Regions from separate parts of the Ovis aries genome. Here region 1 is linked to region 2. Evidence: chromatin contacts called from public Hi-C data. All regions are on one chromosome and are shown on one strand. Each heading gives the region's core, a stretch centred on a gene start, on an enhancer-like site or on the middle of the called end of the contact. The rest is flanking DNA. Distances are from core to core; before and after follow the strand shown. Region 1 overlaps RORA (RAR related orphan receptor A). Region 2 overlaps RORA (RAR related orphan receptor A).

Region 1 (3,369 bases), core at 768-3,267, 290 kb after region 2:
ATTGAGCTGTCTGCCTGAAAGCAAACAAGCATCATCTCATAGAGTCCTAGGAAGAGCAGAAACCTAAAATGTCATTCGATACACACCCTATCGGCATTCGGTTCCTCTCTGCAGCCTTCCTGCCAATAATTGTCTGGTTTTGCTTGAACACCTTCTGTGATGGGGAGCTCACTATCATTAGAGGAAGCTTATTCCATCTTGAATATGAAAATTATTTTTATATCAAGTGTAGCTGCCTCTTTTGTACTTTTAATCCTTTGATTCTATGCTGATTCTTTCTTTGGGGGTAATACACAACACATTTAATCCATCTTTCATATGAAAGAAAGATTATCAGTTATTTGAAGTCTGAGTATGAAACACACCCACACTACATTCTCAGTCTGCTTTCCCTCTCCATTCTATTCAGTCAGCCTTCCAGCATCCTTGGTTAGCTTCTTCCTCAAATACATTTCAGTTTGTCTAGAATTTCTTAACATTTTTATACCAAGTTTTTGTACCACAACCCTAGTCCTAGTTGTGATATCACTGACTCAGCACTTAACCCACTAGATAGTAAAGAGTAAAGATTTTAAATTTTGTTTTAATTTCTTTGAGATACATGACCTAGGCTGTATCTCTTGACCATGTCATGAATGGCCTTTGTGATGCCACTGTAATTTTTGGAAGTGGACTTTTGACCTACTTAGAAATACTTTTACATGAACTGAAGTTGATATTAAATATCCAAGAAAATCAAGGATATTGAAAAAATAAAGGAACATTTGGAGCATTTCTGAGGTGTTTTTCTCCAGTGTCAAGAGCTGAGATAAGGCTGCCCTCTAGTGGGTACTTTCCCTTGGAACGCTGAAAGCGGTAATGGTGCCAATGAATTTCCCATCAGGCTAGTGGAGAAGGTCAAAGGTTGAAGGTATTTTCTCGATTGCTGTGGGGCATTCTACATCAGATTCAAAAGTGTAATTTATTGTTGTGCATGGGTAATAGGAATGTATCTGTAGTACAGATAATAAAATTTTAAAGTTTTCTTGAAGAAAGTAAGGGTATATTTTTAAACAACTTTAGATGAAAGATGATTTATAAAATTTCATTTGGCTCCATGTTAACTGTAAATATTTAAGTGATATTTGGTTTGTGAGTAAACAATTATTATGACTTCCGTGGTAATCCTTTTTTTTAAAAAAAAAGAAAAGAATTTCAAACTTAATTCTATTCCCCAACCATTAAATATTTTTTAAAAATAGAGATTGTCAGTCATCTTGATCAGAGAAATCCAACATTTTCCTTTTTTAAATCTAAAGCTTTGGGAGTTTTTTGTTTGTTTTCAAAAAAGGGAGACACTTAGAAGTAAACTACTGTAGCTGTTTTTGGCAATAAAGCAGTTTATCAGTGGATGCACATCTATTAACCTGTTTTGTTTCTGAAGATTTAGTGCTATAGCATCCTGCTCACCTAAGTATACACAATTTGCCAAAGAAATTGAGCAATTTATTACACAGGTGTATATAACATTATATCACATATGCTTTAAAACACTGCACGAAGTAGAGGTAAGCATTCATTTGTGTCATTTTTAGGATAAATAATGCAAATGAAATGTGTGCTTAGATTTCTGTGGTCTGTTGAGTGTGAAACAGTTATGAAACAATCCGGTTTCTGTATCGGAATCAAAGAAATAAGTATTGATTTTTCTATTTCCTTAAATATCATTTGTCACTGGTGCTATGGGAAGAGGGGAGAATGCAAGTTTACGTGAATTTTGCATTGCTCAAGTAGTCGAGGTTTCTGAGTTGAGCCGTGATAACCAGAGTGATCACAAAGATAATCACCAGGATTTTAAAGGATGACAGTGCTGGCTTGTTCCTACCGGAAAGATGAAATTTCATCTTTACATGAAACAGAAGGAAGGGAATTAAAAAAAAAAAAAGCCAGGAAAACATACTGTTTAAACTTTTTCATCATAGAAATAAGGTAGTGGTTCAGAAGTGAAGACTTGTGGTTAAGTCTCAGATCAGTCTCAAAGCAGACCGTTTTTCAAACTGCGCCACCCAGAAGTGTGATTCTTTCACCACATGAGAAATATCCTCTTTTTCACAGAATGTTATTTTCATTTTTCAGTCATTGGGTTTTTTTATTTTTATCTTTTCTTTATCTCATGTCATATCTTCAGTAGAACTCTGGATATAAATAACAAACTGAATTTGTCTCAGCAAATATTTATGAAGTGCCTACTGTGTGCTGCGTTATTCAGGTGCCACCCGTGTGATTTCATAATAGAACAAAGATACCTCCCTCCCCATCTTAAGCCATGAATCAGCATTTAAAGACATGTACTGAGAAACTGGCAGCCATGCTTAACCAGGGAAAGCTGCTCTAAGACTACTGAGCTTATAGGTTTGTAGTTTCTGAGCTCCACGCCATTTATAACAAAGACTTTGCAACATGCAATGAAACATTAATGTAATTGGATAAAGTTAGTCCTTCAGTTTACATGTGAACATGATTTCCTTCCAAATAAGCCACAGAGTAGCTCTAAAATCCTGCCCAAGCAGTGGCTCTGAAACTTTTGAGAGCAACCCATAACCCGGAGAGTTACAAAGGTAAATTCCTGGGGAGACCCTGATTGCGTCAGCCTGGTCTCAGCCGGGAAGGTGAGTATTTAAAAGGTGTCTCAGGTGTTGCCAATTCAGATGGTTTTCGTTCTCTCTGCAAAACTTCCCTCTTGCTATCAGAGCGCAGTTGGGCAGTGGAGTCCTCCAACCCTTCAGTGGTTCTCAAATATCATCAATCTTCACAGTTAGCTGAGAAACATTTAAAAAATAAATGCCCAGTCTCCATCACTACCTGCTTGCTTCTGATTCTGATGGTCTGGGCTGAGGCCAAGGAATTTGAACTTGTAAAAGCTCCCCTTGGGGACTGAGGAGCTCACATGTTTGAAAACTGCTGCTCTGGTCTCACCCTCTCCTCGTCCTTGTGAGGTAAGGATACTTAGAATGTCAGGGTTATTAAGGTAAGCAGACACTTTCTTTCTGAGGCCACTGAAGTCTCCTTTCAAAGTGGAAGAGGTGCCCACTATGAGTAATTTCTGCCGTAGTGTGCATGTTATTGACACATTTCAGATAGTTTATTTCTGGCTTTTCTATCAACTAGTGGGCAGGAACAAGTGGTCAGACTCCCAGTCTGTTACCTGAAATGGCCCAAACGGGAGAGGACCATATTCCTCTTCTGCAGAAATCTTGCTCAGGGTTTCTATCAGAAAGAGGAAACCAGTTTCTCTGGCTTTCTAGCCCTCAGTGAGCCACCGGGCTGGGTCCCACCAGCATGGTGACCACTCAGTGGGGGCAGGCTGAGGATTGTGCTGCAGAAGTCAAG
Region 2 (2,968 bases), core at 284-2,783:
GAGTGACAAAAACCCTAATGTGCAAGGACAAAGGTGGCTTCAGTAAGTGCTTTGGGGCTTTAGAGCATCAGTCAAATTACAAGTGTCTCTAATTATTGTGCCTGCAATCTGGACCAAGCTATAGCTGTCTTCCAAAACAGGGTGGAATGTTTCCCTCTGATGCACATTAACACAACTCCTCCTTGGATGAGTTTTCCAAAATGATGAGGACATAGTGCTATAGGGGAGAAACGTGTTGCCTTGAAAATCAGTTGTGATCTTTGCAAACAATCAGCTGGCTAACAAGCATTTATCCAGCACATATGATGTGTGCACCCTGGAGAAACTTCAGAAGTAGAAGGTGCCTACTTAAGGTACAGGCTTAAGACCTGGTTGGAAAAAAGTGACCACTCAATGAGAAATTCAACAGTACGTGGTGCCAGCGTGGTACATAGGTTCAGGCTCTGGCCTGTGAATCAGTAGATCCGAGTTCTGCCCCTGACTCAGACACTTACAAGTGTTACCACCTTCAATCTGGTCATTATCTAGCACGGGCAATAACTACTGGATCACTCAAGAGTAATTGCCTGGGAATAAATCACCAACTCTGGACCTACAGATCCTCCTCTCGACCTCAGAAGAGTTTGAATGGTTTATAATGATGGTGGTAATATTTATAGCTCCATTTAGTAAGGTCTAACTTTGTGCTCATGAGAAAAAAAAAAGTTAAAGTGCTATGTACTTTTCAGGAATTAACTCATATTTCCTAAAGGAGACTTAACTTGGAGAAAGTTTCTGTTATTCCCATTTTATATATGAGAAAGCTGAGATATAGGCTAAGTAACTTGCCCCAAAGGACTGATGCAGAGCTGGGATTCAGTAGCTACTCTTTTAGCCTGTAAAGCTTGGGGTCTAAATGCCCTGCAGCCCATCACAGCTGGCACATTCTTTAGTTGTGGGAGACTTCCCAATCATTCAAAGATTACTTGGGGAACTGGAGAAGAGTGAAGTCTGATAAAGGAAACCATGTTGCCATAAAACACGGGCCAGGTATTAGTCAAGCTTCAAAGAGGAGAAAGACCATCATCTGTCCCTCGGAGAATTCAGACTTAACTACGTCAGGATACCAGGATATCAGCATCCTGATCTGTCCATGCTGGTATCTCAGTTTGCATTCATGGGCCACTAGCCATTCAGCAAGCAAGTCACACACCAGCAAGGGACTTCGAGGCTGCTGCATGACAACAATCTCACCTTTGCAACCTTTTCCTTTTACATCCATCTCAGCCACAGGTGGGGGAGCTATGAATTTCACTTCAGCCATCATGTGTGGTGAGGACACACACACGCACAGAGATCGTCACCCACAAAGTCTTCACTTTGAGACAAGGGTGGGTTCGGCTTCCTCTGCTTACACAACCCATGCCGCCTGAGGACACTTGGGTTTAGATGGCGTGTTGGCCGCAAGCTGTTTCATTATGTGTTGCCTGGTCCCCTCGGCTTCCTGTGCCTTCTCTTGAACAGATAGTTCATCTCCTTATCTCAGAGAGTTGTTTCCCCAAGTGTAGCCCCAGAGTCAGTAGCTTTGATACCATCGAGGCAAGAAGTATTAAACCACCTTTTGTGTAATTGTTTTAGTCGTATTTTTTTCATATCTGCTTCATGAAAAGATGATGTGGTTAGATTTGAGCTAGGCCTTGCCGAGGATATCGTGTGTGCTTGGGGTTACCCACATCATCATGTGACTCACCTTCTTCTGCAGCCTGGTGATCTTATCTTCTTTTCTGCACTTTGCCACCAAGCACCAGCTTCTCTCAGCTTCTGTGTGTGTGTGTGTGTGTGTGTGTGTGTTTGTACGCACATGTGCATTCATGCGTGCATGTATATATGCTCGTGGCAGCAACTTGTAAAATGATACTTCACCATTCCTTTATAATAAGGCTTTTACTGGACTTGTAGTGGAGGGGGCGGGCTGGGGGGGCGGGGAAAGAAACCTTTATTGGCTTTTCCACTTAGGAATTTGAAGCAAATTTTTGCTTAGGCAGACACATTTCTATTTAATTTAAATTGGTGATTCTGCTGTTCCTTCTATGTGCTAGGAACTGAACTGGCTACTTAAGGTACAAAAATACATATGACTGTCCTTGCAAGATCATCTATGTAACTACGGAAAGAGAATGCGTTATCAAACAGCTAGAACTCGACCCAGCAGAGGCCAGGGAGGTGTCAAGAATGGCATCGTGAGGGAAGACAATTGAGGGGAGCTAGGGGGAAAGGACCAGGGATCTCTATGAGAAGGAGTGGGGGGATTCACCCAGTGGCCCTGTGAGGACGCCCCTCTCTCCATCTCCCTGGGGCTGAACAGCAGGTGGTGGGAGTCAGAACCCCATCTCCTGCCTGAGTGATCCTTGGGTTTGAAAATTTGGGGAGCACACCCTAGGAATGGAGCTTCCTAAAAGAAGCAGGAAATGAACAAAGAGGGCGGAGTGAAAAGGAGGTGGCAGCCCTAGGACTGTGTAGAGGACAGCGTACAGGAGAGGCTGAACCTAGCAGAAGGGCCATGGTGAGAGGTGGTTATGAGCGTGAGCTTTAATATCATTAAGTGTGTGCTAAGTTGCTTCAGTCGTGTCCAACTTTTTGAAACCCCAGGAACTGTAGACCCTAAGGCTCCTCTGTCCATGGTTTTCTCCAGGCAGGAATCCTGGAGAGGGTTGCCATACCCTCATCCAAGGGATCTTCCCAACCCAGGAATTGAACCTGCATCTCTTATGTCTCCTGCACTGGCAGGCAAGTTCTTTACCATTAGCACCACCTGGGAAGCCCCTTTAGTATCATAAGACCTGGGTTGAAATACTGAAGCCGCCACTGACTAAACGTACAGCCTTCTCTAGTTCCTTCTTCTCTGCCGGCCTCATTCTCTCGTCTGCGAAGTGAACATAAGAGGGCTTCATAGGACTCTCCTGAGAACTAACTCAGATGAAGTGCTTAA

What was found. Hi-C and Micro-C count contacts between places; a contact is called where the count stands out from the background.
Region 1: a Hi-C map of blood shows a contact between it and region 2, with 2.9 times the contacts expected there. The contact joins two enhancer-like sites. A contact is called at or near these places in 2 of 16 Hi-C or Micro-C datasets (both in blood).

What each region holds. Positions count from the first base shown.
Region 1 is chr7:47,781,349-47,784,717 of ARS-UI_Ramb_v3.0, forward strand. All of the region lies in intron 3 of RORA (RAR related orphan receptor A), which reads left to right. Among named protein-coding and RNA genes, the nearest start is that of ICE2, 110 kb to the right of the region's middle. Within about 2 kb of position 2,018, at least 2 of the 54 cell types and tissues checked have an H3K27ac peak or open chromatin away from gene starts, as enhancers often do.
Region 2 is chr7:47,495,523-47,498,490 of ARS-UI_Ramb_v3.0, forward strand. The region is part of intron 2 of RORA (RAR related orphan receptor A); the gene reads left to right. Among named protein-coding and RNA genes, the nearest start is that of ICE2, 390 kb to the right of the region's middle. Within about 2 kb of position 1,534, at least 4 of the 54 cell types and tissues checked have an H3K27ac peak or open chromatin away from gene starts, as enhancers often do.